Regions from separate parts of the Mus musculus genome. Here region 1 is linked to region 2. A link is a contact called in public HiChIP or PLAC-seq data. All regions are on one chromosome and are shown on one strand. Each heading gives the region's core, a stretch centred on a gene start, on an enhancer-like site or on the middle of the called end of the contact. The rest is flanking DNA. Distances are from core to core; before and after follow the strand shown. Region 1 overlaps Parp1 (poly (ADP-ribose) polymerase family, member 1). Region 2 overlaps Stum (mechanosensory transduction mediator).

The links. HiChIP or PLAC-seq counts read pairs in DNA pulled down with a chosen protein or histone mark.
Region 1: a contact with region 2 is called in an H3K27ac HiChIP or PLAC-seq map of the HPC-7 cell line, with 7 times the contacts expected there. The contact joins two enhancer-like sites. A contact is called at or near these places in 2 of 15 datasets of contacts at CTCF or cohesin (large pre-B cells and pro-B cells), 2 of 484 Hi-C or Micro-C datasets (the G1E-ER4 cell line and cortical neurons), 9 of 115 datasets of contacts at active chromatin or transcription factors (the HPC-7 cell line, bone marrow-derived macrophages, cardiomyocytes and 5 more) and 4 of 9 other capture datasets (adipose tissue, embryonic stem cells, liver and 1 more).

What each region holds. Positions count from the first base shown.
Region 1 is chr1:180,599,738-180,604,640 of GRCm38.p6, forward strand. Parp1 (poly (ADP-ribose) polymerase family, member 1) reads left to right here. Exons shown (of 23, transcript NM_007415.3): 22 at 359-473; 23 at 713-1,262. The coding sequence ends at 794. Among named protein-coding and RNA genes, the nearest start is that of Mir6904, 15 kb to the left of the region's middle. Within about 2 kb of position 1,719, at least 71 of the 459 cell types and tissues checked have an H3K27ac peak or open chromatin away from gene starts, as enhancers often do. A contact at or near this core is called in the HPC-7 cell line, bone marrow-derived macrophages and pro-B cells, where this site is marked.
Region 2 is chr1:180,432,604-180,437,657 of GRCm38.p6, forward strand. It overlaps Stum (mechanosensory transduction mediator), which reads right to left. Exons shown (of 4, transcript NM_001081227.2): 4 at 1-5,054. Among named protein-coding and RNA genes, the nearest start is that of Gm39712, 27 kb to the left of the region's middle. Within about 2 kb of position 1,733, at least 68 of the 459 cell types and tissues checked have an H3K27ac peak or open chromatin away from gene starts, as enhancers often do. A contact at or near this core is called in the HPC-7 cell line, bone marrow-derived macrophages and pro-B cells, where this site is marked.

The DNA of each region.
Region 1 (4,903 bases), core at 469-2,968, 170 kb after region 2:
CATGGGAGTTCTGTGGAATACCAGGAACCAAGTCAGGGCACTGGGAGCCTCAGCTTTTAAGCCGTGGTATCAGGGCCAAGAGCGACCTCTGGTGCCCCTGGACTTATTGAATGGGTAGCATATGATGATCAAGGCCTCCTTGGGGTGTTCGCCACAGTATAACGTCATCTGGGCCACGGTGACTTCACTGGGTTAGAGCATTGCCTCAAAACCTTCTTTACAGTAGCTGTGCTTGCATCTGAAGATTGTTTAAAGTGAACACAAACCCTGTATAAAATGGATGTATGCCCAGGACATTTTCACAGCCCTTGTTACACATCCCCTGTTAAACCTAGAACTTGACTCTTCCATCTTACAGGTTTGGGAAAAACCACCCCTGACCCTTCGGCCAGCATCACCCTGGAGGGTGTAGAGGTTCCACTGGGAACAGGGATCCCATCTGGTGTCAACGACACCTGCCTGCTGTATAATGAGTATCCTTTCTTGGCTATGCTGTGTGCTCTGGAGCTGTACCAGCAGGTATGCATGCTCTTAGATCCCAGGACAACTTGCCTCTTGGGTGGTCTCCTGTGTCAACTTGAGGTCTGACTCCCTGCTGTATGGATAAACCTGTCTCTCTGGGCACTAGCCTTCCCTACTTTCAGGAGATTGCATGTTGGGTAAGAGATCTTGGGGACTCAACTGTTGGCTCCTTGACAACTGCCCTCCCCAGGTACATTGTCTACGACATTGCTCAGGTGAATCTCAAATACCTGCTGAAACTCAAGTTCAATTTTAAGACATCCCTGTGGTAAAGTGCGAGGGGTGGGCTGTGCCCAGCACCCAGGGCCTAGGGGGCAATTCTCCCTAGTGCCTCTGCACCAGACACCACAAAACCTCAGCCATGCTGCCGCCGAAGGGTGGCCCCCTCACCGAATCTCCTTAGGAAGGGTTTTATACAGACAGGTTAAAGGGCTCTGGTTTCAAGTCCCTTGTCCATGCTGCACTGGGGCAGGCCGGTTGTTTGTGGTTTGTCCTACCAGCCACAGCTCCATAGACAGCAGCTGGCAGTAGAGCAAAAGTTGGGGAGAGGATTTTGTTGTTTGCCTAGACTAGTCCTGAGGGAAGAAACACCACGTCACAGTCACGATGTCTGCCTTACTGGCTTCCCCAGGGAAGGAAAAATGTGCTTCCTCCCTTTTTTCAAGGGTTCATCTTTGCTTTAATTTTGGCAAAATGTTAAGCATTTATTTTGAGCTAAAAATAAAAGTTAATTTCATACTATATAGATTTTCTTTTTTATCTTGTATGTCCCCCTCTTAGTCTGCTGAGCTTTTGTTTTGCTTGGTTTTCAGTGATAGACATGGGATAGCCAAAAGAAGGGACTACCTGAAACCCCTAACTGGGGCGACTGAGCCTGTAGTGTGGTCAGTTCAAAGTTGCATTTGGGATTCTATGTCTTCCAAATTGAACCGTCTGTAATCAGTACAGCCACCCAAAGGGCTATAGTTCTCAATTAAAATGCAAATGGATATCTACTCTCGTGTTGTGTGCCTCATCTCCTCTGACAGGGCTATGGTTATCTTCACAGTGAGGAGTCTCCATAGGCCCTGTAGGTATGAGCTTCTATAGCATTGAGTCCCAAAAGTGTATCTCCAGATTCCCAGTGCTTGGCAAGGCAGGAGGACTCAGCTATATGAGTGCTTCTCAGCCTTCCTAAGGCTGCACCCCTTTTAATGCAGTTCCTCATGTTGCGGTGACCCTAAGCATAAAACTGTTTTTGTTGCTTCTGATCAGAAGTGTAGTTTATCTGCTGTTATGAAATCATAATGTAATTCTCTATAGTTTTTCCATGGTCTCCTATAAAAGAGCTGTTCAATCCCCAAAGGGTTGCAACCCCAGGTTGGGAATCTCTGCACTGTACTGTCCTAAAACCACGGGCCATCTAGAGCTAGCTGGAATTCGAAAATCAGGCTTGACTGTTACGTTCAGCTCTGAAAGTCAGGGCCCCTCCTGACCTTCCACAGACGAGTGCAGGACTGACAGGCGCAGGATCGACTCCCACCATCCCTAACTCAAGGACTCACAAGTTTGGGGTTGTTTTGGTGGTAGTTTGATTTCTGGTGGGAGGAACAAAAAGCAGAACTCACTCAAGACAGGAAAGAAGAAAAATGAAGTGTTCTATTTCATTTGTGGTCTAGGGCTCTGTCCTGTAGAATCCGGTGTGTGGCCGCAGTCAGACTGGGGGACATGAGGAAGTGAGACTTCTGATGAGGGGTGTGACTGCCTGGGCACGTGGTCAAGCTCTTCTTAAGTGTTGAACGTCTCCAGCCCCTTGTAGATGAAAACTGTCAGTAGGGCTCGTCAACTACCATCGCCTTTGTACCAGCAGAGAAGAGCAAGTACCTCACAGGGCTTACTGAACAAGGTGACTCCTAAAGTCCATATTCCCACTTCTGACTACTTTATTCTAAGCAGTGGCTTCTTGCAATGTTCACTTGGTACTGTTCTCCATGTTTAAGAAATCTAAGTCTTAGCCGAGTGGTTGTGACACATTGTTTTAATCCCAGCAGCACTCAGGAGGCAAATGGATCTCTTGCGTTCAAAGATAGCCAGGGCTACACAAAGAGACCTTGGGCTGGGGGAGGATCTCAGGCCTTGCCCCGAGAATGACAGCTGTCTTTGTTAGGGCTTCTACTGTAGTGAAGAAACGCCTGGCCATGGCCACTCTTACAAAGGGAAGGTCTCTCTCCCCTCTCTCCTCTCTCTCTCTCCTCTCTCTCTTCTCTCTCTCCGTCTCTCCCTCTTCTCTTCTCTTCTCTTCTCTTCTCTTCTCTTCTCTCTCTCTCTCCCCCTCTCTCCCTCCCTCCCTCTCTCCCTCTCTCCCTCTCTCCTCTCTCCCCTCTCAGTTTTTTTTTCTCTTTGTAGTCCCCTCTGTCCTAGAACTTAACTCTAAACTAGGCTGGCATTGAACTCAGAGATGGTCTACCTCTGCCTCCCAAGTGCTGGGATTAAGGGATTAAAGATATGTGCCACCAAAACCGACTAGAAAAAACATTGAATTGGGGCTGGTTTGCAGTTAAGTGTAGTTTAGTCCATTGTTCTCATGGAAGAAAGCATGGTGCTATGCAGGCAGCCATGATGCTGGAGAAGGACCTGAGAGTTTTACATTTTGATTGAAAGGAAGGGGCCGGGGGCTTCTGAAACCTCCAAGTCCACCCCGTACTGACACACTTCCTCCCACAAGGCCACCTCTTAATAGTGCCACTCCTGTGAACTTATGAGGCCATTATCATTCAAACTAGCACAGCAACCAAAAGTGAAGTCACTATAAATGAAAAGCCAGTGCTTCGGCCCATGCTGGCATGTCCACAGACCTAACAACAACCTTACCCCAAAATTGAGGGTCTGAGTGCCATGCTCTGCCCACCTAGTAAGCAGCCCTCGGGCAGCGTCTGTTCAGCCCGTCCTTGGCTGTTCAGACTGTCCTGTTGCATTGTCTGAGAAGCACTGAGTTCCTGCACTGTGCTGGCCATCAGGATTCTGTGTGGTCTGACTGTACTCGAGTGTTGCCCTCTTAGGGAGGTGAGGACCAATCCTTCAACAAACACAGCACATTTCAAAGCTGCTGTAGAGTGATGTGCCTGGAACTTGACCTTGCTGTAAACATCAGGGCCTGGCTTTCAGGAATGAGTTTAGGCCAGCTGAGATCCAGGGCTAGCACAGTATACACAGTGCACACTGATGAGAGCATGCTATTACATTACTGAGTCCTAGCACTCGGAAGGTAGAGGCCAGCCTGGGCTACACTATGAGACACTCGTCTCATGAAAAGCTGATTTGGGGGGCTGGCGAGATGGCTCAGCGGGTAAGAGCATTGACTGCTCTTCCAAAGGTCCTGAGTTCAAATCCCAGCAACCACATGGTGGCTCACAACCATCCGTAATGAGATCTGACGCCCTCTTCTGGAATGTCTGAAGACAGCTACAGTGTACTTACATATAATAAAAATAATTTAAAAAGCTGATTTGGGGCTGAGAACAAGGGGATGGAAAACTAGCCTCGGTGAAGGACTCTGGTGAAGGCGGGGGGGGGGGGGGGGCATCTAACGTTGACTTCTGGATCCTGACATTGAGTACACAAGCACACACAAAGTTTTTAAAATATTGAAGAAAGGGTAAGAGGACACTGTGGTAAATATGTATGGACTGTCTTGGTGGGATCCATTACTTAGCAATGAATGTGCTAATACCCGAGAGAGTGATTTTATTGGACTTGGCATATGCAAGGATTTTATTAACAGTACCAGTTAAAAGGAGTTGGGGTGGGAAGCAGGGCTAAAAAGATAAAAAGATGCCTCAGTGGTTAGAAGCACTTGCTCCTGCAGAGGATCCAGGTTTGGTTCTTGGCACCTGCACAGTGGCTCCCAAGCATTTATAACTCCAGTTCCAGGGGATCTGCCATGCTTTTCTGGCCTCTGCAGGCAGGCAAAAATACTCATTCATGTAAAAGGAAAGGGGGAGAGTATAAAAATCAAGTACAAACTGGGCTATGAAAAATGGCAAAAGGACCAGCTAAGGCTTTGTGTCCAATCAGAGGTAAGGCTGGGGCGGTCACATAGGGGCGTTGACTGCAATTTTAAGTCCAGCAAACTTCAGGAGGAGGTTTTCTGGGGATGAGTGACTGTTAATCGTTTAAATAGTCTTTACTCTGAAGGACAATACTCTCGGGACAGAAATGAGAGATGGGGTCCATAGACAGCCTTCAACTCCATAGGTCATCTGAGTCCCCAAACACAGTGTGACAGTCTTCTAAATCAGCCGATCCACTATCCATCTGACATCCTGAGAATGTAAGAAGCTAGGAAATACAATCTGGATCCAGCACTGCATTTCCAATCTCTATGAACCTGGCTCCCTTTAAG
Region 2 (5,054 bases), core at 483-2,982:
GCGGGTGGCGTTCCTCACCACGTGTACAGTAGCATTGCTGGAAGGAAGGTCTTCAAAGCTGGCAGAAGGCTGGAGGAGAAGCGGGAGCCCTGCACTACCCCTGCGGGGCTCTGTGGACCCCAAAACAAGGGTGGGGACTCAAGCCTGGGGACACTGAGAAAATTAAGCAAAAGTCAAACCTGGGCCCCATGCTTCAGTTTAAGCCAGGAAAGTCTAGAATCTTTCCAAGGGCTGAGATAGTCCGAGCAGTCTCCAAGAACACTTGTAATCTTTAGAATGGGCTGGCAATGCCTCCGTACCCCCGGGCCCCCACCCGCCCGCCCTCCACCCCCCACCCGCCCTCCACCCCCCACCTGTGCTTGGACTTGGGCATATGGGGTCCCTGTGAGAAGGAGTGAGAAAAGTAAGCCCCCGATGTCGTCAGAGAACAAGAAAATGTACAGCAGTTAATTTAACAGACAAAAGCCAACGGCAACACCAAAACAGTAATCCACAACACAACGCGGCCTGCTCTTAATACAGTGATGCTGCCAGCATCTTCCAAAACAAAAGAGCTCCCGGGTGCAAGGGAGCCAGCCCGGGAAGAGCCCGCGACTACTCCACAGGAAATCGCGGGATTCTCACAAGCCCCAACGTCATTTGTCTCTGCTTAAAACTTGCCCCCTCCTCTACTCCTTGCTGGCTCCTGGGCTGGGGCAGGCAGTGTACTCGTTCAGAAATAAAAATCCTGCCAGAGTCGCAGAAAAGCGTCAGGAAGAGGTCTCTGCCCCTCCCCCACACCAGCAGACCAATCCGGAGCCGGGGGGCTGCAGTAGCTCTGGATAGGGGGATGCAGTGGGAATTCTGATCCCACAGACCCCAGGAGAGGGCAACCGGTGTGCACAGTGGACGGAGTTGAGGAGGGGTGACTGGCCAGGGTGAGGACAGCAGTTTTGTGGCTTTGAGTTGTCCCCACACTGGGGTGGGGGCTTCTCAGTGACATAGCTTACCAAGAGTCACCAATGCTCCATAGACTCACTGGGTCCCAGACTTAACTTTAGTGGAGTCATTTCTTTAGTCTCCCTTGGGGGGTTGTGGCATACCGAACTAGTGTTTGTTTTTGCCAGGAAGAGTCTGGGCTCTCCCAGTGGGGCTGTGCTTGACTGGGCTTGGACTCTCTAGACTCTTGGCTTTGGCAAGGTTGGGGGAAATGACGGACTGGCCTGATTTCTATACTGTAGATAGTTAAATGGAAGGGCATTGCTGTAACAAGACTGTAGTCACTCTGATGGGATGCACAGGACCACTCTGGTTGGGATTCATTGTGTCCTGGTGCATCGTGGGATTGAGGCTGGGTCATACTCTGAGTGGAAGTATACACTGCCTCTGTGAGCATTCAGCTCTCAGAAACTAACAGGAAGAAAGATGAAGAAGACTCTAAGTCCCTTGCTCACCACTTAGATGACCTCTTCACAATACCACTGTCCAAGATGACCTCCACATCCTCTACTACCTGGGCACAGAACTCTCTAGCAGGAGACAGAGCTCCTGGTAGGTGAAGAAAAGGTCTTCCCGAGCTTGCTGTCACTGGTGGAGGCTGGATACTGTAGGGATGTGACCTACAGGGCATCTTTGATCTGAGCTCAGGACCTGAGCACTTTAGCACTGAAAGAACGCTTGCTAACTGCAGAGCCTCCCTCACAGCACAGGGAGTGAACCTCATCCCAGGGCTGGCAGATGGTATCCTGGCTCCCTGCTTCCACTAGAGGGAAACCTTGCTCTGCAATCCGACGCGCTTCTGCCTGGGAGTAGGAGATGCAGTGGCCAGCTGGTTCTCTAAGTCCAAGCCCTCTCCAACCACAGAACAGACAGTCCCAGCTTTCTTCATGCAGGTCATTTACCATCACTAAGGCCTTGCATTTTTAATCTTAAGGTCAAAGGAACACTCATTCAATCTCTTTCTTGCTTCAGGACCCTTGGGCCTTTGGGGGGATTTTTCTGGTCTTGGGGTTTCAGCCCACTCTATGCTGGCCTTAGACCCGATGTGTGGATGGCTTTTCTTTTGCACATCTTAATCCTTTTCCGTCTAGGGGACGTGCTAACCATGTAGCTAATTGGCTTCCTATGTCTCCTATAGCTGAGTTCTCCCCGCTGCTCCTCAGCCCCCAGCATCCTACACCCCACGATTTGCAGCCTCGGTCCTGTGAGGGAGTGTAGGACCTAGATCCCATGAGCCAGGCAGCTCCGGGCACCGACTCTGTCTTGAGCTGCCATCTGCTTCCATCTTCCATTCGGGACCTGCAGAAGCCAGGGGGGCGGGTGAGCTCAAGGATTCAGGAGGGCCATGGAGAAATACTGCTCTCATCCTTCGGAGGACGTTCATCATCCCTCCCTGTGACTTCTGAGAGGTATGTGTCTCAGGGAGAAGCCTCTGGTCTCCTTGTGAAAGCTTAACAAAAACTCCCCACAGGTTGCTCACAGAACAGCAGATGAACTGAGCTGAGCGGCACCTGGGCCACGCCCCCTTTGGGGGCGGGTCGCTGGGGCTAGACACAGGTCAGGGCCACGGAGGCAGGGAGTAGACCGTGCCCTCATCACTTCCTTTGCTTCTCTCCAGGGCAGCCAGAGACTTGACCCAGGCAAGATTTGGCAGTCTGAGGGTGGGGGGTGGGTCATCTCATAGTGGCTTCCTGGCCGCAGTCTGGGGTCCTCAATGGTCCCTAAAATACACTACACAGTGTTGAATAGTTTTAACGTAACAAAACCTAGAATCACCAGGGAAGTCTTAAAGAGGAATTATTTTAGATTAGATTGGCCTGTGGAGGATTATCTTATTTGTTTAATGGAAGTGAGACGATCCACCCTGAATTTCGTGGGCTGGATCTTGGACTTTTTAAGAGTACATGAAACTGGTTGGGGGTGGGGGAGCATGGACAGCATGGATGCATTTGTTTCTCTGCTGTTGACTGTGGATGTAGTGACTTAGGCACTTCTAGTTCCTGCCATCATGACTCCTCCCTACGATGGACTGTACATAGGCTAGATTATAAACCAAACAAACCAACTTTCCTCTTTCCTGGTGCATGTTGCTTTTTGGTCAGGGTATTTTACCACAGCAACAGAAATGGAGCTACGACAGTAGGCTACCTGGTCCTCTCTCTTGCTCCAGGGTCCTGGTTTGGTAGAAGGAATGGCCACTCTGATAACAATGCCACATTAGATCCTGGCAGTGCCACAGTCTCTGTGGATTTTCTCTGTGTGCCTGTGATGTCTGCCCCTGGCACTCATAGCCAGGGCATGGTCTTCTGAGTTATTTCCCAAGGTTGGGACAGCAGCCCTGAGCTATGCCACCCAGGCAGCTTTGTCACTAAGGAGCCCTGGTGCCACTAAGCGCTTTCTGGGTCCAAAGCCCTGCTTTCTAGATAGCTGGTGTTCAGTAAATGAACTCTGGTCACCTAGAACCAATGGCCTGCTTGGACTGTGAGGAGTGAATTAGCCACTGTCTATCGGCTGAGAATGGTTATGCTAATCAGGCCTGGCCCAGGGGGCTGATGCTTGGAGCTAGTAGCACCCCTCAGACTCACTGTTCTGGGGGCTCCTAAAGTCTACCCACACCATCCACCTGGAATGAGGGGGTGCTAGGGAGGAAACAGCTTCCCAAGCTCACAAGCCCCTGTATTAAGCCATCCCACACTAGAACTCATGGTGACACTTGTCACTCAGGAAAGTCCCACTCGAGTCTGGTTCATGTCACTAAACAAGCAATACAAATTACCATCTCCTTCCAACTCCCCCGGTAGCCACCCCCAGCAGAAGCCAGGGAAATAGACTTCTCCCTCGCTGTGGGGGCCGCTCTTGCCAGGCCTGTCATCACTAGCTCTGTGGGATGAAGGGCTGTGGGCGGACATCGTGGGAGGGCACACTGACCCATCAGTCCCCTTTCTGGTACAGCTTTGCTACCAGAGGTAGCCTCCTTGGGAGCAGTGATCTGCTGTGGAGAGAACCAAGCCTGGCCCCGTACCCCAAGACAGGGGCTGAGAACAAACAGAGCAACAGAAAGAAACACAGGAAGAACTAGACCCCTTGGCAGGTGTTCCAAAGGTACAACTCGTTCCCACACAGCCTTGGAAGAAACTGATGGATAGACACAGGGTAGGGCAGGCGAGCCAGCCCAGAGTCAGGGCCAGAAATGAGTACATCATGGGACTCCATCTCTTCATGATGTCGGACTTCTAAAGATTGCAATTAAGAAGGCTGGTGGGGTGGGGTGGGGTGGGGTGGGGTGGGGTGGGGTCTTGGAACCCCAGAGAAACAGGAGCTGCTTTTCAAGAGCCTCCATCCACCAAGGCAGAAAGTGGACGGCTCCTTTCTTTAGCCCTGGCCACACTGTGACAGAGTTTCAGGCAGATGATGAGGGACCCACTGATGGCTCAAGGCCAGCATGACCGGGAACTGAGCCCTGGGTCTGTCCCACATGTTAGTTCTTCCTATGTTAGAATAAGATGGAGAGAGATGTAAGTAGCCACCCGGACGCCATCAGTTTGAGTCGGCCTTTCTCTTAATTTCATATCGGTACCTTCCCACTTCCTGATGTTTGCTCTGCCTAGTAAGGATCTGGCTCTGTACTGATCAGTCCCAGGTTTGCTGCTTAAAGGGGCACATGCCCCGCCAACAACTTCAGCCTCACGATGCGTCTTCTTGCAGCACACATGAACTTCAGGTCAAAGTCCCCAACCTGATGATGTCACTCTGCAGGTCTCACGGTTCAAATGCAGTCCAGTCTCCAACGTCCCCCAGGACTTGCTTGGGCAAGGCTATTTACATTTCATGAGTCCCAGTGCATCTGACTATTCACAGGATTCTCGAGTGATATCCACGTGTTTGGCAATGGGTGGGAAGCCCAGACTCCACTGGGATGTCAAGAAACAGTAACAAACGGATTCCATCATCTTCCTCAAAACAAACCATCTGGATTCAGAAACACATGCATGTCAGGGGGAAAAAAAGGAGAGGGGACGAGAGACCATAGTAAATATATCCAAGAGGGCTGCTGGTCTGCAGCCATTCATAGCTTG